Linked DNA regions of Rattus norvegicus: region 1 is linked to region 2. The links are chromatin contacts, called in public Hi-C maps. All regions are on one chromosome and are shown on one strand. The core of a region is the stretch at or near the end of the contact, and the rest is flanking DNA. Distances in the headings are between cores, read along the strand shown. Region 1 has its middle 50 kb from the start of Usp47. Region 2 holds the start of Eif4g2 (eukaryotic translation initiation factor 4, gamma 2).

The links. Hi-C and Micro-C count contacts between places; a contact is called where the count stands out from the background.
Region 1: a contact with region 2 is called in a Hi-C map of the A7r5 cell line, with 4 times the contacts expected there. The contact joins the enhancer-like site here to the promoter of Eif4g2 in region 2. A contact is called at or near these places in 1 of 12 Hi-C or Micro-C datasets (the A7r5 cell line) and 1 of 1 datasets of contacts at active chromatin or transcription factors (oligodendrocytes).

What each region holds. Positions count from the first base shown.
Region 1 is chr1:175,533,835-175,538,993 of GRCr8, reverse strand. No RefSeq gene overlaps it. Among named protein-coding and RNA genes, the nearest start is that of Usp47, 50 kb to the left of the region's middle. Within about 2 kb of position 1,858, at least 3 of the 93 cell types and tissues checked have an H3K27ac peak or open chromatin away from gene starts, as enhancers often do. A contact at or near this core is called in the A7r5 cell line, where this site is marked.
Region 2 is chr1:174,625,977-174,631,709 of GRCr8, reverse strand. It overlaps Eif4g2 (eukaryotic translation initiation factor 4, gamma 2), which reads left to right and starts at 3,458. Exons shown (of 22, transcript NM_001017374.2): 1 at 3,458-3,672; 2 at 4,826-4,952; 3 at 5,367-5,432. The coding sequence starts at 4,912.

The DNA of each region.
Region 1 (5,159 bases), core at 609-3,108, 910 kb before region 2:
TTATCTGCTGAGTATTTCTGGAGAATCTCTGTATTCCAAGGCTTTCTCTCCTTCATCAGAGAGACGAGGGCGGCACAGGGTTGTCGTCATGACTTTCGTGGTAACATCTACAGTTTCCCAACTCCTCTCTTTACCTCTGATTTTTGTCCCTTCTAGTTCGTATTCTCATTTTTAAAACGCAACTGTGTTGTGACACTTCCTGCTTAAAAATGTTTGAGAAGTTCCCGGTCATTGGCAAGATTAAAGTCTATCACTTAATATGGCTCCCAGGGCGGCTTGCTTCTACATTAGCTTCTTGTCTCATTACCCAGGAATGAACAGCTGCCCATGGGCCTCTATGAATATCTCATTTCCCTTAAAACAGACTATTCTCTTACTTTCCCTGTTATCTTAGAGTGACTGGCATTTAGAAGCTATGTGACCTTGGGATATTACTGGTTCTTCTGCAACTTTGTTTCCTAATAACCATAGTTTATCACTGGGCAGGATAAAGGTCCAATAGTTTATATATAAGGCCTTTGCTGGTCAAATCTATCTCCAGTCTCTTCTCCCATGCCTTAGGCTCCCATCCATATACAATTGCCATGTGACACACACACACACACACACCCACACACGTCCCTAACAAACTATACCTACTCTCTCTATTTAATGCTTGTAACTATCACTGGGAAGTATGTGGTGGAGAGAATGGATTTCCGCTAGTTTTTAGACTTGCTTGCTTTATTGGGAAGTAACCAGATCTGATTAAAAATTCAAACTTCCAGCATTTGATCTGTTGACCTTCTGTTTTAGTTTATTCTCGGTGTTATCCAGAAGTCGTGAGAATGGCACTCTTCCTATCCCAGGACGCTCAAATATACAAGGATAAGATAGCTTCTTGTTCCCAGACCCCACCCCGGCTATGCTCTGGATGAAGGACTAGTGAGAATTGCCTAGCATCCTCATGATTTAAGACCTTGGACTTTCCCTCTCTCTTTCACATGATCTTGAACTTCCCCTGAACTCAGGTTCCAGGGACTCGTTGGAGCCTCCTGATGGTGGCCCCTCTGGGCATAGGAGTAGCCTGAGCAACAGAGACTAATGGAGCCTGACAAGCGAGTAATTTGGCACCAGTTACCACTTTTTATCATGGTGGAGAGGCTCAGCCTGCACCTAGCACCTTGTAGCCTGGCCTATGGAGATGGATAATGGCATGTTCTTACTTCCCAGGGTGTGGTGGGAAACTAGAGAAGGAGTTTGGTGCTGGTGAGGAGGCTCAGCCTACAGTGCTCCCCACCAGAGTGTATCACAACAGCCTTCGCCGAGTCCATCAAGGAACCTGGGTGAGCTAGGTCACCCGGTGTCTGTGGTTATTTGAATGTACTTCAAAAGTTGCTCTGATTTCTGTGAGTTCTAAGTAGTTTGGCAGTCAGATTGGCTAATATATCAGTAGAGTCCTTAAAAATTAAGCTAGGAGCCAGGTAGGAGGCATACGCCTTTAATCCTAGCATTTGGGAGAGCAAGTTCCAGCACAGCTAGAGAAACCCTGTGTCCAAAACTCAAAACAAAACAAAACAAAACAAAACAAAACAAAACAAAACAGAAAAACTAAGAAGTAGCTAAGAAGTAGCTGCCCCACACTAGGGCCTGTGTTAAGTGCTTTGGTAAGAAGTAGCTGCCCCACACCAGGGTCTGTGTTAAGTGCTTTGGTAAATGCCCCACACCAGGGTCTGTGTTAAGTGCTTTGGTAAATGCCCCACACCAGGGTCTGTGTTAAGTGCTTTGGTAAATGCCAAGGTGAATCACAGTCCAGCAGGAACTCACAGCTAATGGGGATTATAAGACACACAGACAAACAGCTGAATCACTGCAGAGAGCCACATTGACTCACATGACACCATGTGTAGGAAGTTCGGAGGAGGGAGAGACACCCATGACTGACTCAGCCCCGAGGTAAAGCTTTGGAGAGAAACATTTGAATAAAGCTTGAAACATTAGTAGGAAAGCCTGGGTTCATGAAGAACTTCTGGACGTTTTATTTCACAGACATCAGATCTTTGCCTGTTCGAGGAGTTTAAACTGGATTCTTTGTGTCTGTGGTGAATGTGTATGCGTGTGTGTGTGTGTGTGTGTGTGTGTGTGTTTGTGTGTGCACTCATGTGTGTGTGTATGTGTGCATGTGTGTATGTGTGTGTGTGTGTGAGAGAGAGAGAAAGAGAGAGCAAGAGAGCGAGAGAGAGCGAGAGAGTGAGGGAGAGAGCGAGGGAGAGAGAGCGAGCCAGCAAGAGAGAGCGAGAGTAAGCAAGTGAGCAAGAGAGAGAGTGAGAGAACAAGAGAGAGAGAGAGAGAGAGAGAGAGAGAGAGAGAGAGCTAGAGAACAACCTTTGGACGTTTCTCAGGTGCCATCCACTATGGAGTTTGAGACAGCATCTCTCACTAGTCTGGAGCTCACCAAATAGGCTAGGCTAGTTGGCCAACAAGCCCCAGGGACCTGCCGTCTCTTCCTCCAAAGCATTAGGAGTACTAGCTCATCCCACACGCCATGCTTTTTTTCACAAAGGTTCTGGGGACCAAACTCAGGTCTCCAAGGCAGCTGATTTCTAAGCCCTGGGGCTCAGCAACCTGAGCAGATGAGTGGCCTAGAGAGGGTTAGTTATGGGATGGGTGAGGGGAGGACGGGATGCCCAGTACCCTCAGTACTGCTGAGTTAGGAAGATCAGGGAGAAGGAACTCTAGAGAAATGTCTTAGAGTAAAATTAATACAGCTGACTGTAAAAAGGCAAAAGGCCGAAGTTGATGAAGTGCACAGAATTTCCATGCATGGATGTTAGACTGGGAAGAACAGAGGCAAAGCGTATTTGGAAGGAGTTCCATTTTGGACAGAAATTTGAGGTACCCACAGTTCAGAGCTGGGCTGTAGGAAGAAATGGCTGTGAGGAAGAGTCCACAGGATGGTTTCGACAGGGATGAGGAAAAGTAGTGCACTTCGGTAAGACTTCAGAGGGGGAAGCCAAGTGAGTTGGTTGTAGAGAAGCAATAAGAGGCAACAGTGACAGTGCTCGGGACTGACAGACTAGTTTAATTTCTGGTTCTGCCATTTACCTTTTGTGTGTGGTCTTGAACAAGTTGCTTAACCTTGGAAAACCTCAGTTTTCTCATCTGTAAGATGGAGAAGAAAACACTTTCCTCCAAGGGGGTTGTGAATGTTGAATTAGATGCTATTTGAAGGATACTTGGCCTATAAATGATTAAAAAAACTAGTTATTCAAAAATGTTACCAATAGTAATGGAAAAACGTTGGACATAGAGGTTGAGGCATTGACCTTTTCAGGAAGTGGTGGAAGAGGAGTGAGGGGTGACAGGAGGAAGCCTCAGAAGAGGCTTCCGGGTTGTGGTGGTGCAGCAGTTGGAGTCCAGGTAGCTCCTGTCTTCTGCCCTAAGAGGCTGATGTGGCCAAGGTTAGAGGAGACACCTTTAACTCTGGAATGGGAATCTGTCATCTGGCTAGGCTGATCACATTACCTCAAGCTATATGATTATAAGAAAATTTGATTCTTCTGAGGTTCTGGAAGCTAGAAATCCAGGTTTAAGGTGTCCCTCAAATCAGTGGGGACAACATCCACTCCGTACTATTCTCCTTGCTCGAGAGGCCCTGCTGCTAATCCCGGTCAATCTTTGGCTTCTAGCTGTATTATCTCAGTACCTGACTCCAGCCGTTGGCATTTCCCCCAATGTGCATGTCTGTTCACATTCTCTTTTCTATAAGGTCACCCATCCTATCAGAGTGGGGACCCACCCTCCACATTATTACTTCATCTTCAGTAATTATAGCCGAAACTGTTCTATTTCTGAATGAGGTTGCATGCTGAAGGACACAGGTCAACACCGAGTATCTTCCTCACTTGCTTTCCACCTGCTTTTGAGACAGAATTTCTCACTGAATTCACTAGTTATCACTAGTTGGGCCAGGCTTCCTTGCCAGTGAGTTCCAGCCATCTTCTGTCTCTGCCTTTCCCCTCAGCTCTCTTACCTCAGAGCGGGGGTCACAGGCACATGCTACCCACAATGCTTTTATGTGCTGTTAGGGTCTTCAGGCCGGCTTTACCAGACGGGCCATCTCTCCAGCACCTCTTGTCTTTTGCATTTTGTCTGAATTAGTTTATTTATCCGAGTCACTTGTGAAAAAGTATTATCACAGAATTGCCACAAAGAAAAGGGAACATGTGCAAGCTGCCGAGGTCCTATCATAGCGTAGAAGTGTAATAAGAAGTGAAGGACGTCTTCCCTAGGACACAATTGGAATCTATATTCTTGAACAGTCTCAAGGTTTCTTTTAAAGTATTTTTTCCAGAGAAGATATGTAGCTTAGAGTGAAGAACATTTCCTGTGAGAAAACGCTTTATAGATAGCAATAATCTTAATTAAACAGTCTTTCACATTCAGAAGGGACCAAAATTATAAATGCACGTGCGACTTTCAAGCATATGTTCTTTTTAATGATATTAATACATCTCTGGAGATAGTAGGAGCACTTCTTCCTAATTAGGTAGTATTTTATTAAACTCAGTGAAATCTCATGCTAGTTTGAGTACCATTTACAAGAGTTAAATAACACCCAGAGTCTCGAATAAAGAGGATTTTCTTTCTTTCTCTCAGAAGTTATTGGTGTTGGTCAAAAACCAGTTTTCGGCTGAGGAGCGTGCTGAATCTGTTTGTTAAATGAGGACAGTCCAAATTCCCCCAAGGTTTGCTCAGCACGAATATATTATTGCCGATCCTACTTATGCTGAGACAGCTATTTTAAAATAAAAGTTAGAATAGTTTTAATTACATGAAAATTAATTTTCCTCAGTTGACTCATCTTTGGAACCAAGCCAAATTTACAAGCTACATAATTTACAAATTCAGCTTTAATCACTCTGGGGTCATGGTGTGGGAACATGAGGGTTGGGCTGGGAAGAGAAGAGACTGAAGTTCAGATTCTGTGTTTAAAGGATGAAGGAGATTAAAGTCCACGGCACTAGGAATCATGGAGGTTAAAGCAATTTTAAGGAACATTACGTCCATCTCTATGGGAAAACATCGGGAAACAGTTAGCTTCCTAGCAAACTATAGCCCTCTCAAAAGGACAAGCGGCAGTGGGAACTGTGAATGGGCCAGTTGCACTTTAGGGTGTT
Region 2 (5,733 bases), core at 2,209-4,708:
ATTTCCATTTTCTAGTTTCATCTCTATGGCATGCAAATGTAATTTTTGTAATGCTCTGCTTTATGGTAGTGGTTGTAAAACTTGACTGCATCTGGAAATAAAATGAGAACTTTAAATACTAGTGATGTCTGGCTTCCAAAACCAAATATTCAGAATTATCTGGTCTAGGATCAATAGCTGGGACCAAGTATTCAAATCCAAGAGCCTGTGGAGGACATGTCACTTCAAGCCATAAGCAGCCCCCCCCCAATAGGCTCATGGACATCTCTGTGTTGATTTTCTTATTGTTGTGACAAAAATAACAATAACAACTAAAGAGAAGAAATATTTTGACTTACAATTTCAGAGATTTCAGTCCATCAAGGCAAGGAGGGTGCAGTAGTAGGAGTGGCCTTGTTCAAGGTAATGAGAGTGTAAGGTGAAGCTGCCAGATGAGAAAGCAGAGAAGAAATAGACAGCACCAGGAGTGAGTGTGGCTAACAAAGGCCTGCCTCAGTTTACTATTTCATTAGTCATGGTCAGTCTCCGAAAGGCTCCACAACTTTCAAAAAGTGCCACTAGCCAAAGAACAAATGCTCAAAAAATATGTCTGAGAGGGACAATTCAGACTTATTATATTTCAGTGACTATACTATGTCCCTTCCATATATAACCTCATTCAATCATTACAACTCCATAAATTCCATTTACCAGAAGAGAACAAATTACTCCCAAGATGAAATACTGATGAACTGAATCTGTTGAAGAATTCAAAACAACAAAGTGTCTATAAAGGCTAGAGAACATCACAAAATGAGTATATCAAGTCAGATTAGCTGCAGAGTTCTCCCCAATTCCATCACTTTCTCTGTGGCTGAAAATCAACCCAGGACCTCAGGAAGGGTAGGTAAGTGCTATACTGTTTGCTAAATTACATCCCCATTCCAAGAGAAAACATCTACTCAGCTACACTTGCCCTGTGGGGATTTCAAGGTTATATTTTAAGATTTAAGAAAAAAGATGGAAATCTTTTCCTTGTATATAATCTCTTAATATTTCAGTGTCAAGTTGCTCAAAACTATTATGTGGTTCAAACCAAATAAGGCTATAAATTTGCTTCTAATCAAGAAGATGTTTGAAATTCAGAAGTGAGAGCTCTGGTCCTCAGTTACATGATTAGGGAATCCTTGAGCAGAAATGACATCAGTGTGTGCTTGGAACAGTAAGTAACCAGTGAGGTGTGTGGTGCAGGAATCCCAGTTATAGATTATATTTAGGAAGATAAGGCAGAAAGATACTAAGGTTGAGGCCATCCTGAACTCCATGGTGAGAGGCTCAGTAAACAAAAACATTCTGCCAGGATTAAAACAATGTGAAAATATATTAACAAGTCAAGACTCTTAGCACTTTTCTAGACTTATTAGAAATGAATAAAATAGACATATAAAGCTGTTTGGTTACATTTCAAATCCAATTACTTGAAATTTTACACATCTAAAATATGGTGAAAACTTTAAACTTGTGAATGCTTATTTCTATGACTGAAAAGTTGATTTTTAAATCTATGTTTAACCTTGGTTCATTCCCTGACAGCTCAGCACCTCACATACCTGCATATAAAACTCATAACAGAGTTTTGCAATTAACAAAGCTTGAAAAGACCTTTTTAACGTGTATGTGTGTGTGTGTGTGTGTGCGCGCGCGCGTACGCGTGCTCACGCTTGCTCATGTCTTCTCTTTTTGTTCCATGTGGGACCTTGAGATTGAGCTCAGTCATGAGACTTGGCAAGTGCCTTTACCAGCAGTACCACCTTGCTGTCCCTTTAAAAAAATTTTTAATTAAATTCAAGTTCCTTATTTTAGGACTTTATATTTTAGTTTTTGTTTTATTTCTATTATATATATGGATAATATAAATATATTAAGATATATTTTAGTTCCTTTTATTTAGGACATCATGTTTTAGAACCAAGTGACTATTCTTTGACATACACTAGTATAGTGAGTATGGCGTTTTTGACCACTGTTTCTATCACACAGATGTCTTTAGTGTATCATAAGGAATGTAAACCACTTGTGAAAATCTAAAATATCATATATTTCTACAAGTTTAAAACCTTACAGAAGTTATACAAAGAGAAATCTCTTGTATTTCAAAAATTGCCCCTTTCCTGAAAAATGTTTTTTACACTTAAATAATCCCCCAAATAAAAATGCTTTTTACAGTTTTTAGTTTAAGTGAAAGTTTATTTAAAAGCATTAATTCTAAGACAAAGATCTAAGGATGCTAGAATTATAACTCTTCAAAGCCACTCTTATCCGACTTAAGGAAAGTACAATTCTCTGCTGGAAATTCTATTTAAGGACTAGGTCTTTCAACACCAAGACATGTCAAATTACATTTGGGTCTTTGAAAGCCCAGCTCTTGGGGGATGAATTCTAAATCATGACTGTTAAAAACACACGTGCTTTTAGTTTAGTCACCCATTTTATAAAAAAAAAAAAAAAAAATGCATGCTTAACAGAGAAGGGGCGTTTCTAGTTTACATACCTTCATTTTTTTTTTCTTATTTTTTTTTTTCGGAGCTGGGGACCGAACCCAGGGCCTTGCGCTTGCTAAACCACTGAGCTAAATCCCCAACCCCACATACCTTCATTTTTGGAAATACATACCACCTTTTTAAAATACCACCTGGAAGTATAGTTTGAAATCCTTCATTTTCCTATATAGCCCTTAAGTAAAATGAACACTGCGCTGCCCATCTTTAACGTCTGTTAAAAATGAAGGAAAAACTTAATGAGTTTGCAATTTTAAATCTTCCACATGCCCGCGCTCTGCAAACCCTTCTCAAGCCAGCCTAGCATATTATGGGTCAAGCTCGGTGACAGTAGGCCAAGCATTCTGAGGAAAAGCTGCCTGTAGCCTGGGGTACAAAGCCCTGCCTTTGATCCTTTTCTCGTTACTCTGCAGATGGAGGACCAACAAACAGAACGCTCTCCTATCGATGGGCACTTCAGCAAAGCTCCCAGACGCCTGACAGAGGCCAGGCCGCGAGGCCATGCGGAGCTCTCGGGACGCCAGGCCCGGGCGGGTCAGGGAGGAGAGGCGGAGAGGCTCTTCTAGGCAAGCATGATACTCGGACTCCGGAACAAAGCGCCGGCCCAGGAAGACCAGGCGGCCGGGCGACGCACACTCACAGGACTCCGGGCGCAACGCAAGAGTCCCGCAGCTCACCAGCCCGCCGCCCTTACGCCACTGGCTTGGCCCCAGAGCCTTCGCGAATATGGCTTTGCGCACTGCGGCGGGGCTGCGCCGCAACCTAGCTTGCCCGCTGGCTCCTCCCCGCCGCCCTGCGCGGATTGGTAGCGGACGGAAGCCCGGCTGCTGATTGGATAGCGAAGGAGCCACTCGGGGAGGCTCTGGTGGGTCGGCCGCCGCAGAGTGATAAGTTCGGCTTCAGACACGCCTCAGCGCCAGCAGCGAGCCGGAGCTCTATGGAGGTGGCGGCGGGTACCAGGTGGTGGCTGCAGCAGCTACTCCTCTGAGCTGAGTTTCAAGCCGTCCCCGTCTCCTTCCTCCCCCTTCCCTCCCCCTTTTTTGTTTTCCGTTCCCCTTCCCCCTCCCTTCCCCGTCCCCGACGACCGGATCCAGAGGAGGCAGCTGCGGTAGCAGCTGCTGAGTTCTCGGTGAAGGTGAGTGGAGTCGCCGCCGCCGCCGCCGAGCGGAGCCCTCTAAGATGGCCGCCGCCCCTGGCCGCTTCTTGTCGAGTGGAACAAAATGGCGGCCGCAGGCGGAGCCGGGCGGGGCGGCCTTTCCTCTGCCTTTGGGCTACTTAGAAATCTATGGCTTCTGCTCTCCTTCCCGTGCCAACCAAAGAGCTAGGCTGGCGTGAGGTCTAGTGGCGGGCGCAGACGGGATCCTGACGTGGGATCCGGGAACAGCGTGCGAGCGTGGCAGGCCTCGCGCCTCGGCGGGAGGGACGCGGCCCGCGGCAGGGCCCGGCCGTTGGCGCGGGACCAGCGAGGCGGACGAGTCCGGAGCCCGGCCTCCCGGCGGGGAGGAGGTGTGTGGGCCCTATTGCGGGATGCCCCACTCAGGCGAAGCGGAGAGCGAATCTCAGTCCCTTTGTAGGCCATGGCAGCCGAGGCGCTGTCAGCCGGGGGGATTTATGGTGGAGGCGACGGGTGGGCAGGAGGCGGCCTTCCTGCGGGAGAACAAAGGGCCAGCCCGGAGGGGGCGCCTCCCGCCCAGTCCTGGGCCCTCGCTAGTCGCCGGTCGGAAGCTGAGCCAGACAGGGCCTGGGGGAGGAACTCGCTGCTCTTTTGTTCGCGCAGAGTGGGGCGGAGGTGCCTGCTGCCATGTTGTGGCCCCGGTCTTCCGGCGGCTTTCCACACGCGCCCTATGTAAAGAGGGGTTATAAGGACGAGCGAAGGAGAAGGCTGCCCAACACCGGGTAATGAGACTTCTGACCGGCCTGTCACCACCCCGGCCCCCCATATTAGTACAGCAGACATTTCCCTATAGCACCACCAGTGTTGGTAGCGTTTTGTTAAATTTTAAAGGCCTCATACATAATATGGCTGCGTCCTAGGCAGTATCCAGATTTTTTTTCCTTTTTCTACAAAAACTTCTTTGCATCCTTGAATACTAAGGGAATCCACGTGGCTAAACAAGATTTTACTGTGTATTTGTGGTTTTTGACTTCGTTCTGTTTTAGTCTTCTGAGGGCTGCAATGCAGTGTGAAAGTTTAATCAGCTGCAGTGCTGAAAGCTGAAATAAATTATAATCGAAAGTTTATAACTCTATATGGCTGTACCTAATTTTGGTGTTTTCTCTCTTTTCAGGCTTTTCATTTCTACCATCCCCTCCCCTCCCCACCCCATCCATTAATATTATTCTTTTGAAGATTCTTCGTTGTCAAGCCGCCAAAGTGGAGAGTGCGATTGCAGAAGGGGGTGCTTCTCGTTTCAGGTATGGTTTTTGGTGTGGGTAGACACATGGGAAGGGGGTGTTTGCAAAGGCCAGTCCTAAAAGTCATTACCAAATCCCACTTAATGTGCTGTGCGTCTAGAATTGTTTTCTAAAGAGTAAATACATTACCTGGAGGCACACAGCAGGGGTGGGTTATTTTGCCTGAATGTAATGTCTGCACCTCTATGTACACTGTCAGAAGAGTACATCAGATCCCTTGGGACAGGAGTTAAAAGTTGTGAACTGCCATGTGGGTGTTAGGAACTGAAAGGCTTTCAACGTCTGAGCCAACTCTAGCCTCTGGTTCACTTTCTTTTAGGCCAAAGTTCACTTTGTTGTGCAATTTCTAAAATATAAATAGGGTCCCTCTCAAGAGAGGCATAATTGGTATAGTAAAAATTTTCTTTTGAATAGTGCTTCTTCGGGCGGAGGAGGAAGTAGGGGTGCACCTCAGCACTATCCCAAGACTGCTGGCAACAGGTATGGTAAAACTTATAAGACAGTTAACTTTTAAAACTGTCAGTTTGATTAAAGACTTCCCCATGCCTAACAGGATAATTCTTGGGAAGTCATCAGTAATCTTGATGTGGATTCATAATTTCAAACTGCTTTTCATCCTCTTGGTTTATGTTTGCTGGTATTCCAAAATTACTGTCCCTACTATAGGGTATTTGTGAAGTGGTCTGTGTGGAATTTGCTTGTTAAACATTTTATTTTAGTATTAAGTCTCAAGGTTTGGTGCCTGGGCCAGCAGTTTTGGCATTGCCTGGGAGAGAGTGTG